Linked DNA regions of Drosophila melanogaster: region 2 is linked to region 1. The links are chromatin contacts, called in public Hi-C maps. All regions are on one chromosome and are shown on one strand. Each heading gives the region's core, a stretch centred on a gene start, on an enhancer-like site or on the middle of the called end of the contact. The rest is flanking DNA. Distances are from core to core; before and after follow the strand shown.

The links. A called contact is a pair of places that touch in the nucleus more often than the background predicts.
Region 2: a contact with region 1 is called in a Hi-C map of the Kc167 cell line, with 4 times the contacts expected there. The contact joins the promoter of Arl4 here to the promoter of pan in region 1. A contact is called at or near these places in 10 of 107 Hi-C or Micro-C datasets (the Clone 8 cell line, the Kc167 cell line, the ML-DmBG3-c2 cell line and 1 more).

What each region holds. Positions count from the first base shown.
Region 1 is chr4:64,964-72,421 of dm6, forward strand. It overlaps pan (pangolin), which reads left to right and starts at 4,690. Exons shown (of 12, transcript NM_001258477.2): 1 at 4,690-5,018; 2 at 7,358-7,458. RpS3A (Ribosomal protein S3A) reads right to left here and starts at 2,244. Exons shown (of 4, transcript NM_001258475.2): 1 at 1,877-2,244; 2 at 1,142-1,775; 3 at 1,037-1,086; 4 at 262-558. The coding sequence starts at 2,217. The coding sequence ends at 1,310. It overlaps snoRNA:CD-24 (a small nucleolar RNA gene), which reads right to left and starts at 682; the gene lies at 614-682.
Region 2 is chr4:175,519-182,976 of dm6, forward strand. Arl4 (ADP ribosylation factor-like 4) reads right to left here and starts at 3,871. Exons shown (of 5, transcript NM_001258479.3): 1 at 3,743-3,871; 2 at 3,574-3,693; 3 at 3,419-3,516; 4 at 3,260-3,362; 5 at 1,830-2,474. The coding sequence starts at 3,811. The coding sequence ends at 1,923. It overlaps lncRNA:CR46488 (long non-coding RNA:CR46488), which reads right to left and starts at 6,580. Exons shown (of 2, transcript NR_167882.1): 1 at 6,051-6,580; 2 at 5,011-5,998. It overlaps CG33978, which reads right to left and starts at 121. Exons shown (of 12, transcript NM_001272115.1): 1 at 1-121. It also overlaps asRNA:CR45198.

The DNA.
Region 1 (7,458 bases), core at 3,440-5,939:
ATTTGGGGGCGGTAATCTGATGATGCAATATACGTGTCCAATTTTTGTCGAAAGTTAAACAAAGCAGAATTAAAAAGATAACGGTTCTTCTCAGGACGTCTTTTGTAATCCGCAATGATAGAGGGAAAACAAAGCAGCATAAACGGAAACAATTATTTACCAACTAAATTTTCTATCAAAGCAGTTGAATCAACCAGTATAAGCTTTAGAGGCTCTTACAGATTAAGTCCAATTGCACATATTTTCATAGGCTAAAACAACATTTACCCGTTACTTAGCTAGTTAATTTTATAGTCAAATAAAATCGTGTATCATGCCTATGTGAATGTCATATTCAAAATAAAGTTACATATGTAAGTAAACCATATATTTTTAAATTTTTTTTGATTTTTCATTTCATTTGGATTAATCGGACAACCAAGCTTATTTTAAAATTTCCTTGTATATATCGTAGTCGTCTTCACGCCATCTCCAGTAGTATTGGAAATGGAATCCACCAAAGTGTTTGACATGCTTACATAGTTGGGGTATATATTGATTTTTATTCAATCGACATACCTGCGAAAAAGCAAAGTTTTATAAGTAAAATTCTTTTATTTAAAAATTATATTTAAACAAATGAATTTCAGCACTTTAGCTTTCATCATAAATGACAGAGACGAAAAATAACAACATCATATTAAATAATAAAAGTGCAATAATATATGCAACAATTTCCTTCTTATAAATCTTATAAAGTTCTTTAAAACAAATATGTTTGTAAAATACATCTAGTTACAGCTACGTCAAGATGACTTATATGTAGCCTGTAATATAAATATACTTTTGTAAAAAAGTTAAAGGGATTAATGTTTTAAAGAAAATATAAAAAAATTTGTTCAAATTTTCGAAAAAAAAAAGCTAAAAATGTTTTTTTTTTTAATAGGAAAGCAATCTAAATAATTTAAGTTTAAAGACAAAGAAATTATAAGAAATTGGCTTCTGTATTGCACGTTTTAATTCTCATTGGAATTTATAAATTAAATGCTTTACATACCTGTGAATTTCGGCTTCTTTGTATACACCTCGATCGTTACGAAACGTAGCCTATATAATATACAAGTAAGTGGAGGCTTAGCATAAAAATGTTAGATTTACATACCACATTCAGGATGGACGGCTGGAACAAACATATGCCTAAAAGACGAAAGACTTCCCAAAGGCCCACAAACTAATATAACAAGCCAAGAAAATAGTTTATGCAATTTGTAGAGAAATGTATTTTATGTTTGAATGCAATACATAAAAAAATATGCATTTCATATTTAATTTAAACAGCTTCCTGTACTGGGGGCTCATAACCTTCAGGGCGGTCGATTACGGCTCCCTCGGATGAAACAACGGCTTCCACGGATTTGCCACCGCCATCGCCATGCAATTCCAGAAGCTTTGAGACATCGAAGCGCGGTTTCTTCAATACCTTTACTTTACGAATGTAAACATCATGTAATGGATATATGCGCTGACAGCTTTTTTCGATATCTTTCGCAATCGAGTCCAAGGCCAGCTTGTTAACAAGCTGCTTTAGATCGGCACCACTAACTTCATTAGTAATAATGTCGGTCATGCGAGCACGAATCTTTCGGACTTGCGATTGCTGAGCATAACATGTTTTGCGCTGAGACTGCTGATCCTTGGCAGTAAATCCGATACAAAACACTCGCAAGAGGTACCCATCTACAGTCTTTGCTTCGACAATAGCTTCAATTAGTGTTTGCCACTTTTTAACCATCGACCTAAACAATATTGAAATGTTAGTAAGCATTTACATTTATACATGCAAGTGCACATTTACAAATATAAAGTCGAGACTTGTGCATTATAGACGTTTACTAACCTGTACTTGTCCGTAGTCAAGTCCATTCCGTGAAAGTTACAGAGCACATTACGGTCTTGAACATCTTCTGCAATAAGACGGAACTTGCGAAAAGAACGTTCTGGATCAATATCCTTTTGCAAGTCTGCTAAAGACACTTCGAAAACGCGACCCTTCAAATAATCCGATGCTATTCTTTGACCCTGGGTGCGGTTTACAAGTGTTTTACCGATTTGACGGGTTTGAAACATATTCGGAGCTTTGACATCGTACCAGTCCTTGCGAGAAAACGGGTCCACCACCTTCTTCTTACCGCCCTTCTTACCACCCTTGGAAAGACCTTTATTTTTGCCGACTGCCATGTTCAACTAATAAACCGGAAAAGGTCGAATCACGTTGACGACGTATGTGGAAAAAAGGAAACCAGTGTTGGTAAAGGCCACGAGTGTCATTTTATAATTTGAGACCTGTATGCAGTAATATGTCCGTGTTATATCGCTTTCTCATTGTGCTGCGTTCCGAAAATTTTTTGGAGCACTGTGTACACGATTACTTTTTAGTGAGCCAAAGGATATATCTACAACTTGTATTATGGGAAGTACAAACTACGAAATCCTTGTAAAATATACCTTAAAGGAACAGTTACGCTTGTAGTTTAATAAAATATAAACAGAAAACAGTAAAGAGTAAATGTCGTGACCAACAAATTTGTAACTGTAATACATAACAAAAAATAGAAGAGCATCAGCCGTTCTAAGCTGTTTTTTGCTCTAGCTATTATTTCTATATTATAGTTTTAGTTAATTTCTAATATGGGGTTTAATTATTATATTTGACGCCTAATCTTGATAAAAATTAAATTTCATTAAAACAATTCTATGTTTTGTTAGTTTTTTAATTGTTACCATTTCTGTCACTCGTAATAGAAGCGGAAACAATATGTATTTTGGTCACGTTTATTGACCATCGCCACAAATGCAGCCGGCGTTGGTTCACTTCTCACGACTAATTTTCATCATAGACGGTAAAAATATATAAGAAAAATATAAACGCAGTGAATAAATGTTTTGGGTAAATTCATATTTGCATTTTATTATTTTTAATCTTCCATTCCAATTTTTTTGTAAGCAAAGAACGTCTCATTATCCTGAAATTATTCGATACGAGCCAAGAATTATAAAAAAAAATCATTTTGTAAAATGTCTTAATTTTGTTTTATTTTACTATTTTTGACTTTTTTTTTTAGTATAAAGCAAAATAAATAAAAAAAAAAATAAATTTTAAAAATTAAGTGAACAAAATTAAGCATTTAAATGATTTTGTATAAAGCTAATATATCTATGCTGTTGCTCGAGACCGGCTAAGCCATAGGGTCTTTCCAAAATACGTAGAACTACAGCTTCATTACAGAAGTTATGGGCGTACGAAATTGATCTCTTTTTTTTATTATGCGTGTTCTCCAAACATCCAAATATTTTTAACAAACTGAATCTGCATGCCTAATTTGATTCCATTATATCTCGGCGTCGAGATCATCCCGCCTTGCGGTCAGTTTTTTTAATTGGGTCCAAGGCAAATTTTAAAAGTGTGCGTATCATATGATATCGTTTACCATTATCAATAACATCACAGTTAAATTGGAACAGGCCCAAGTGTTTTTAAATACATTTTTATAATTAAAATGAAGAAAGATTGATAAATGTTTTTAATTTTTGTATTGGGGCACACCATACAATATAACTTCATGAATTTTAGGAGGATGCTAGGCAACTGCTAGTTCAGAAACGGTCTCGCATTTCGATTTCGATTATTTTAAAAATGACGTGGATCGGTGAAATACGCTTGGCAATGCTGGTCAAATGGTCAAATGCTGGCCCGTTTAATGGGAAATACACCTATACATATCATGAGTTGCCACCTGGCAACTCCCACATCACGGGAGGTGCCTTCCGATTTTTGCACATTTTGAAACTTACCATCCTGATATTTGTACATATCGGGAGCTGCCATACGATTTATGCACATATGAAGAACTACCATCCTGAATTCTACATACACCGAGAGGTGAATTTTCGAAGTATCATTCTGAAATCTGCACGTATCAAGAGCAGCCATCTTGAGATGTAATTTGTACAATGTTAATCGACAACCAAACTTTAAAATTAGGATGGCAATGCCCGACAAGTTCAGTGATTAGCGAAATACGATATCTTTAAATTGTAGCGTATGGGTGAAAACTGCATGAGTTTATCATGTACATAATCCATTCTAAAAACTAAGCATGACCCCAAACCGCTATTAGGAGTTTAAATGAATATATCGACCTTTAGCTTAAGCGAACCAAAATAATAAAAAATCTTATTATTGTGTTTTAACATCTAACAAACATTGAAAAGTTAAAAATGAAAATTCTTGTTATAATTTTTTTTGATTATTTAATGCTAATCGAGCCATTCGATATAAGCAAAATATCGAGAATTGTCGCGGCAGAACATCGATGCACGCCTGCTTATCGACAGTTGCCATCGTCGTTATTCCAGCACTAATTTAAAAAAAATTCGATCAACGCAGACGTGGTACGGCGTTTTAAATCTGATAACATTTTGAACCGGGAATTATTTTAGAGTACCATTCTTTGTTTTGTGCCTGTTTCAGTATAAATTAATTATGCGCCTGATTTAAAGTACAAAATGTGTAAATATATCACCTTACCGTCGCGGGTGCACCCAATTGTGCTTTGATGAATAAATATACATATATGCAACATATATAACTTCCTGTGTTAGTATAAGTGTATGTCAGCCAAAAACAAATATATATATGAGTGTTTATCGGCATTCGTGTGCTGGCAGAGCAGCGATCAAAGCTGCGTTCGGTACTCGTTGACTGGCCCAAGAATGAATTCTCGTGCAAGTGTGTTGATAAAAAGTATACGTATGTATGTATGACATACAAAAATATTGTGTCTGATTAATTAATGCGTGTATGCCTTTAACTGTGAAACCTTTTTCAATTAGTATTTTTCTCACATGTAAGTGTGCTTAATAACAGAAAAGTTTGCTGCAAATTTGTGGCTTTGTGGATAGCTTTTCAGTAAACTAACGTATAAAGGATTCAAATTTTACTGCTCTAATCTCTCGGATTGTTTAATCAAATCATCACTGTAAGTGTCCCTGCTTAAGTTCAATATAATAACATCCACAGTCATCGGTCAAGTTATACAATAAAGTCAAACGTGCGCACTTTTTCGCTCTTCAGGGAACATTTTAATTTCAGATCCGATTTTCTGTTTTAATAACTTAAATATAAAGTTAACACCACATTGTCGTGTTCATATATGTAGATACTCATCAGATAGATATATGTATACGTGTAACTATGCATGTATATGTAAACACGGCATTGGATCCTCTGCTTCGAATGCAGAGAGCCGACAGTACTCACACACACCCTGATGTTTGTTTATTTATTTGCTGAAAATACAGTTTTCTGTATTCTGTTTTACGCATATATTTTTGTTTAGACTCTGTCGTTTTCGTCTCTACCTGTTGATACACCACAATCTTGTTTCTAAATAGAAACTCGTTGTGTCATTAGTCTTGAGCCGATGCGTATTCTGCTTTGTTTTTGCTATTGCCGCTGTCGGCGTCGACAAAGTTGTTACCTTAAACTAGTATGTAGTTAGCTATTTGCCTCAGCGCGTTCTGCCTACCTATCCGTTTAGTTCAAATCTCCGACGGCCCAGTCAGGTAATGAATAAATCGCCGTGCCTCCAAAGCCGAAATGTGACAAATCGCTATGTATGTATATTTTACATACGCTTTTCCATTTTGCTAATCATTTAGTTCCGAGAAAAGTGAGTAAGAATTTGTCCTTGCAGGTCGATACAACTTTTATTTTAAATAAAATGCAAGGGCAAGGTTATTTTTTTTTATTTATTTTTTTTTTGTGAAATGAAGATTTCTAGTAACTACAGCCCTTTTTTTGTGGAAAGGTGTGAAGATGGAGAACACACATAAAAAGCATTTTTAAACCGCATGCATTGTTGTGTAAATTGCAAGACCTTAAAGAAATTAACAAAATAATATTATGATAACACCTACATTTTTTATGTGTATAGTTATTAGTTACTTATTAAAATTGTTGCACTACGCTTTTAAAGACACGAAAATTCCTATTCTAATACAACTTTTTCATTTAAAATAATCCGTCATATCCGAGCAATATTTCATCAGAATAAAAGTGTTGTTAAGATTGGACTTTAGAAATTGAGTAAAAAAATGTATATTTTACTTAAACGACTTCTTCATTTTCGGAGAGGTTATAATATATACAAGTTCAAAAAATATAGACCTCACCTCATTAATTATTACTGTGCACGTAATAATATCCACAAATTAATACAATAATATAATATCCACAAATGTTAAAACGATGAACAAGATAGACCTCGCTATTACTGGCGTGACTACTTTAGAATAAAAAATATAAATGTTCTGTGAATCGGTTCCCTATTTCCAAATCCAACTCAACCTCTAAATCGTTTTTAAACGACTTTTTGGAACCTATCAATATAATTATTGTACGGCTGTGTTATATTATTATATATCCTGCCTGACTGTCCGCATAAAGTTGATCATGCAGTTTCTGGAATCTCTCTATGTTTCCACGCCCACTCTAACGCCAAAACAACACTAACACTTTTAAAAATGCTTTTTTTTATATATATCTTATATTTATATATATATATATTCTATCATCATTGGGAAAAAGAAACTATCACTTCTAAAAGTATTTGTAAACTAAACTACTACTTAAACTATTTTTAGAACTTATCGAAAATAATGATAAGTTAAATAATTTAAGCTTGGTTACGCCAAATTTGTTACATATTTGTTTTCCATATTAGTTATTCATACTCACAAAAGGTTGCCAAATTTTGAAAAGTTTTTTATTCCACTTATAAATAAATAAATACCAAGCGTTCTTACTAGCTAAGTAATGGATATCTGAAAGTCGTGGAAATCGACTTCGACTTACCTAATCACCCTGCGGTGATTACCCGCATCCACTATTTCTCCTTTGTTTCGACGCATTTGAATAATATTTGTTAATACTTTAGAAAATCTAGTTGTAACGCAACTTGAATGTATTAAAACATTGTATAAAATGTATTTGGTGTGAAATCAGCTCTTTGTCAGGATTCCTGCGACTAACCGCTACATTGTTTAAGCAGTATTTATAAAAATCCAAGCAGCAAAGCTGCTGCATTCCAGACTTAACACGATCTCCACCCAGTGGCAATTAAGAATTTTACAAAACTCTTATTCATTGACAGATTTTATAATATATATATTATTTGGATTTGAAGACATGTAGTGGAGAATCTTATTTTCCATTTTAGTCTACCAATTCCGGGTGTAGTTAATATATACACTATATTTCACTATTTATGTTAGCAGTTGCCATTTATTAAATTTTACATTTTTAATTTAATTTCAGATATGCCCTTATAGAGTATGGATTATTTAATTATTCTGCAGTGCAAAGAAGTTTTTCGAGTCTATGTAACTTTTGCAATTTAGGTAAATACGACCTAACCG
Region 2 (7,458 bases), core at 2,621-5,120, 110 kb after region 1:
TACCGATGGTGTTCCATACAACCAAATAGCTTTTACAGATGTTGAATCTACCAAATAGTGGAATGAATTGGGTGAGCAGAAGTATTCGGGGTTTTCCGATGATAAAGCAGAGGAAACTAAGGTCGGTAAGCCTCCCGATGAGATAAAAGTACAAAAGAAGATTGAGCGAGTGAGTTTCAGCCTATGAATGAGCGCGGTAAAGAGCACGAAAAAGATGGCTAAGGAAGGAAGTTAAAAAATGAACACCCCCCAGAACTCAAAAAGTTATTAAAGAAATAAAATAAGCTTGTAAGATATATTTAAAATATCAATAAAATAAGAAATTATAATTTAAAATAAATAAATTATGAACCAATAAAGATTGTAAAATTCACGTTCTCATGGTTCAGGTCCCGTATATTCCGTTGAAGGCGTTTGAATTTACTTTTTAGTAGACCAATAGTTCGTTCAACAACGTTCATCGCCTATTCATACTTTTAAATACCACTTTTTAGGAAAATATAAAGAATTGTCCCTGACGTCATTTTCACACAAAACGACGTTTAGAAGTATAAAGCTTTAAAAAAAAGTATATATTGGATCGAACTATCTCAACTGCCTTCCGTTTGGTGTTCAAATCACAAATTGTACTGATCAAGTTTTCATATTTTTTCGATTTGACATTAATTCCTATTTCCTATTCCTATATTTATGGCTTTGAGTCAATCTGGGTCGTAAATTAACTGGGTTGCAACTGATAGTATTTATACTCGCTGCTGTTGTAAAATCATCGATGATAGTTTTGGCCTATTGGCTTGTTTCACAGCAGGTATAGTATGATGTATGGTATTTATGGATGGTCTCCTTTAAGAAAATAATGGAGCAATGTTTTAAATATGTCGTTTACTTATTTTTAGCCCTTTTACTAATTACTACTAATTAATTTCTGTTGTGGTTACTATGCAACTATGCAGCTTCCCAACGAGATTTTGGGAACACTTTTGCTATTGGTGCAAACAATTAAGCCAATTTTAATATCGAACACATGCATATTTATACCTCTGGTTCAGTGTTTGGGTCTTTTGGTCTGATCTGTCACTTTCCTTTTGCACGTAAATCAAACACAGGGGACCCTTTGTTGATGGCACAAAATGCTAAGCCCACAAATAACTGGTTGACCTATTCACGCGGTCTCAAAATAGGTGTTAGCTAACATTTTACTTCCATATTATGTACGTCTTTTTAAAATTTTAAAACTTACTTTATCATATTTAAAATTTATTTTTTCATTAAAAAAAAATAGTTATCCCTATCACATTTTACCAATTCATCGCAAAATTCACGACGGAATTACGAAACAACAACATTAATAGCTCCCAAAGACCCAAAAGGGTATATGCATTAAAAAAACAAAAAAAACTTTTAGTAAGATGCTGTGCAAGCGGCACTCGCATAAAATAGCATCTAACGAACTTCTTAACGTAAAGCGCTCAGCAGTAATCCAAAGCGAAAAATACGAAACCTGTTGATCAAGGAATGGGTGCATTTAATTTTTCTGTTTACCTTGAGTGTAAGTGTAATTCGTGGAGATAGAAGTCAACAAATAGTTGTGTATTTCGTAACCGCCGAATAAGATTGCAAGCTCTGACAATTTAATGTATAATAAACTAAAAAAGTTTTTAAGCTTTTGGTAATAAAATTAAAATGTGGTTTTAATCGAATCAATTTGATCTAGGCTAGTCAACATTATTGAAAACTCTTGTTATTAATTATGTTAGCTTTAAACGCATTACCGTAAAGTTACCGACCAGTGAATTTAAAAAGTTTAGTTATATTCTAATAAAACGTCAATTATTTGTGTTTTTATTTATTTATTTAATTGTGCTAAAATGAGTAAATTTGAAAACACTGATAGACTTCCAAACTGTGTTCGATTATTTATGCTACAGATTTCTTTTATTTGACTTATTAATTTTTCGGCGTTTTAAAATCATATCATACAGAGCGTCCAAACCTTCTTGGAGACCCTCACCAGTTATAGCACAGGTTGGCTGTATATACCACCCCCTAAATTGCACAGAATTTGATGAAGACCTGTTCATCTTTTTGTTATGAAAACCATTTTTAACATCTTGTGGGTTTTTTTGATCCAGTACAGCAGAATTGTTGTGAGATTGCGGATATATAAAAGCTGTCAAGGCTCCTCCGCTTAACGTGGAATTGTGGTCTTTACTTTCAAGTGCAGGTTTTATGTGAATCATAGACGAATGCAGATGACTCTCTTTTTTCTCTTCTAAAGATTTATCTGTAATACTTTGGTTTGAAACTCTACAGCCAATTAAATTAATTGTGGGAGAAGAGTCGGAACTAGAGGGCATTGATATATTAGGCACCGGGTTGTAAAGTTCGTTCAGTCCTAAAAGTTTTTCCAGTTCCATTGCACCACAAGCGTTGGGCAGATCCTGTTTATTTGCTAGTATCAGAACGGGAACACCCTTTAAAATAAACAAAAATTATCGGTTTAAGTTTCACATTTACTTTTAATTAGATATTAATATTATATTATTATATTATTATTATATTAATATTAACATAGTATGTCAATACGTAAAGAAATAAAACGCTGAAATTACGATGGATGCCACTGCATGTACCAACGAAACGCGTTAGGAAAGTGCGAAACCACAATGTACACAATTTACACAAAATGTACATTTACATCCTAAAGATAAATCTGAAGCAGAGCACAGATCGTTTTGGAATTGTTTCATTTTACTTTTATCAGGACAATGACCCAAAGAACACGGCTTTAATGAACACTTGTGGAATACATTGGAGCATAACTTAATGGTGGAAGGAAATAGGCGACAAATTACATTTAGAAGCGGCTCTATGTAAGAAGTGGGTGGAAGTGGACCAATCCTATTTGGTAACTTTAGTTTCTTCCAAGCCAAGCCGACTTAATGAAGTCAACAAAATGAGGTGTATAATGACTTTTGATGAAAACCATATGGAAGTTTTTTTGGTTTTTGTAATATTATTAAGCTAAAAATGTCCAACAACACTCCTTTCATTTTTTTACGTTAATAAATAAATAAGTTGTTTTGATTTTAAATTTAAATCACATTGTGTATAAGACGTGAATGACACACTAACATTTAGAGAATCTGATAAACTAAACTAACTTAACAGTACGTTATTATTCTGATGTAATATAGAACAAATCGCAGGTTTGTTCTTTTACGCAGGGATGAATTACAAAATGTTCGTTATTTCTTACCTGGTTATCAGGACATTTAGCGGTACGCATTAATTCCATCTTAGCTTCTTCCATTCTTTCTGTATCAACAGAATCAATAACAAACAAAATGCCATCAGTGCAACTAAAAGTGATTTAATAAACCTTTAACATCAATTAAATTAATTTGAAATGTAATACCGTGTATAACTTCTCCAAAGTGGTCTCAATTTTTCTTGTCCTCCGACATCCCAAACCAAAAAATGAACTCCTTTTGCTTTGCCAAGGGTACATTGTACCTAATAATTTAAATTTCGCTTAAGAACCCAATGAAGCTGAATCTTTAAAACACATACCTTTTCACAATTAAATCCAATAGTTGGCACTGTGTTTAAGTATTGATCAAACTTAAGTCTGTATAAAGCCGTTGTTTTTCCCGCAGAATCCAAACCTAACATAACTACATGTAGAGTTGCCTTAAAAAAAATTATTTTGTTTGTATATCCTTGAAATTTGTCATTATACTACCTGTGATGGCAGTGCATCCAAAATATTTCCATTTTTTACCAACGGTTTTACCATTGTAGCACCCATTCTTCAATGAAATATTGTCGATTTTACATTACTCCTACTTCATTATATTTTCGTTTAATTCGATAACACACTGTTACCGATTAAATAATTTGATGTAGCTTAAATTACACTTCGCTCACACTATGCTCCAATTATGGAACCCTAGAACAAGAGTACTGTAAGTTGTTTCGATTACGTTGCTTATATCGAATGCCCGCTTGCACTAGGTGAGCATACATTTCCAAAGCAGTTGTGTCGTTGAATATTTGTTTTGTTTTTAGATACATTTTAAGTGCTTTGTTGTTAATAGTGAAGTAAAGCAAACATTTGGTTAAGAATATACATATTTCAATTATCCAACATCTTAATTATCTTAAAGTCTATTTAAGTTCAAAATCCAGATTTTATAGTAATCTAATAATATATGTGATCAATTTCAAATACTTCTGTTAATTAGGTCTATTGTCGATGTTTTGAGTTTCGATTGTAATTGAACTTTCTGATATGGTCAAGCTTAGGCATTACAAGATTTTGAATAGCCATCGAACTGTTTCGTCAGCGGTTATTGCCTACAAGCAAAGATCAATTGAAAGTGGATAGACCAATTTTCACAAATGAACAACAGGACAACAATCCAATTATTTAGAGTTTCATACATTTGTGTTTAAATTTTTTTTATAAAAACCATAGTCGTCTATAGAATATATGAAAAGGGTTAAAGTGCGTACGCTGTGTATTCTCATATAGCCTCAAACTATAATTCTGACCGGAACTTGTAAAAAGCAAGTATTGCACACATAATAACCGAAGCTCATCGAATTTTTGCATGTTTATGCAATTCTCGTCATTGTTTTCTGGTGTGTTAGAAGTCTTGCTAAGGCCTTCAATATTAGTTTGTATACATATATACATTTTTGATATATATTTATAGCCGTTACTCATGGAGTATAAGGGTATACTAAATTCGTTGAAAGTATGTAACAGGCAGAAGAAAGCCCATATAAATTATATACATATATAATGTACATTCTTGAACAGGATCAATAGCTGAGTCGATCTGGACATGTCCGTCTGTCCGTATGAACGTCGAGATCTCAGGAACTATAGAAGCTAGAAGATTGAGATTCAGCATACAGATTATAGAGACATTGACGCAGCGCAAGTTTGTTGACCCATGTTGACACACTCACTCTAAAGCCCACAAACCGCACAAAACTGCCAAGCCCACAGATTTGAACCACTTTTCGATGTTTTCATAATTTCATTAGTCTTGTTTTGATTATCAAGCATACTCAAACGCCCGAAAACCGCACAAAACTGCATCGCCGCGTTAAACCCAGGTTTAACATTTTTTCATAATTTTATTAGTCCTGTGAGTCTAAAGTCTGAAGCCGCCCAAGACTGGCTGGCCCACATTTTTGAAAAATTGTATATTGTATTGTAATAACTTATTGCCACGCCCACCAACAAAACCTCTACACTTTTAAAAAAATGTTGAATTGTTTTCTCATTTATTCCTCAATATCTATCGATATCCCAGAAAAATGATGAAATTTCTGGTTCGCATTCACACTAGCTAGTAACGGGCAAACGACAGTCGGAACACTTCCGCCTGTGGCAGCTTTCTTATACGCATACATTGACACTCGACAACTGTATGCATTGTATATTTGATTTATTTTCACTTTACAAGTTCTTAGATTTTAAGTGTATTTTACTTTTAATCAATTGGCACCATGTAAAAAATTCTGGTTTTTCATTACCCTTACATGATAATAAAAGAATATAGCATAGAAAAAGTAATAGCCGAATCTACCCTGCATTTCCGCCCACCGATGAATCACCGCTTAAGAGCGATAAAGAGCGCTTTGTATGAAAATCGGCGATGTTTTAAACATTGGCAGTCACCGCTATGAAAAAATTCGCACAAACACCGCTGAAAAAGCGCAAAATCATCGCTTTTAATCACCGCTTTTTAAGCGTATTTAAAACGGTAAATCATCGGTGTATTCTTCGCTTTTTCACCGCTGTTTATTCATTTAATCCTAACCCCTTTTTGAAGTGATAATTTTTTTTTTAAATTTTGTTTATTATTTAAATAATATTACAAATAAATATAAAATGCGTCTTGTTGTCCTTCGGAGTTAGGGCCACTTTCTTTTTAGTTGAGTTGGAATATGGGGTCCACATGTCCGATTAACCTTAAAGCTAAATATATTATTTATATTATGTATACAACAATGTATTACGAAAAATGTACCTTAAATGATCTCTTCAGGGAGTAGGACGCGTTGTTGCTTGTAAAATGAATCCATTGATGGAATTGCCTGGATTATTGAATTAAATTCGAAAACACTACCATTTTTATAAACACTGGCACTCAATTAAAATCTCGTCTACTTGTCACAAAAATCTAGCTATTATTGTTATTTCCCTATTACTCGTCCCCCTCCCTTCAAACAAGATACATATAATGTCTTTGCATGTTCCGCTTCTTACGACACCTATGCGCTCGGCGACTGAGAGCGTCTGGTTAGCAGTCGACAAGAAACAAAACAGAAATGAATTTATTTGGAATATCATCGATAGTCGGGAGAGCGTCGGCTCTGCAGCCGAAACAGTTGGCTTTGCTGGCGGAGCCGATGACTTGTGGAACTGCAGGGTATGTACAAAATATCATATAATAAATTTCATAAATGACTGTATTGGATTAATATTCATTACAGTATTCAGCTTCAGTACCTAAAGAAATCAATTTTTCAATATAAAGGTTGCATATTTTATTTATTTTATAAATATTACCTTTGATCATTGTACGTTTAGATTGTTTTTATTAAATATATTTTTAGAACGTAATTTCTTTTTTTTTTGGAAAACGTATGTTTTAAAAGCTAAGTACAAAAGCTATAAGAAATTTAAGATCGCAACATTATTTAAATAATGATGAACTTAATTTTAATTCTGTAAAAGATGCTGCTCACCTGTCCCCTGTTAAAAATTGTCGTATGTGCCGTTTTACACATTATTCATTATAAACATAAATATAAAAATGTAAATGTTAATTAATAAAAACCACTTCTTTAAAAAAATAATAGTCAAGGCATAAGTTTTTAAATAATATTTTAGTAGATCATTTTGCAACGAAATTATACAAAACTCTAAGTAATTAACTTCGTTTCATAGATCAAAATTGATTTCGCCCCGAAAATTGCCTTCTTGCACAAGTACGCACGCATACACACTCGATTATTGAATTAACAGACACAAGCAAGTGCATTCAATTTTAAGGTTTTTACCAAAGACACTAGAATAACAAGATGCGTAACGGCCATACATTGATTTGGCTCTATACAGCCACTTTTTTGGTGACGGCAAAAATTGCTTTCGAGAACGCGAATATGGGTGCGTGTTGTGCTAGAAGACGATTTTCGGGCGGAAATCAATTTTGATCGAAGAAACGAATTTACATTGTACATATTAGGGTAGTTTTTGCCAATTTCCTAGCAATATGATAAAATAAAATAATTTTTAAAAATTCGAGCCCTGACTATTATAATTTAAAAGCTTTTTAAATTCGTTTGTTAAAATCGCCGCTCGAATTAGCTACCGTTTACACATTTATATTTATGTTCAATTCTAAGTTGTCTCTCATCTAAAAATTTTTTTAA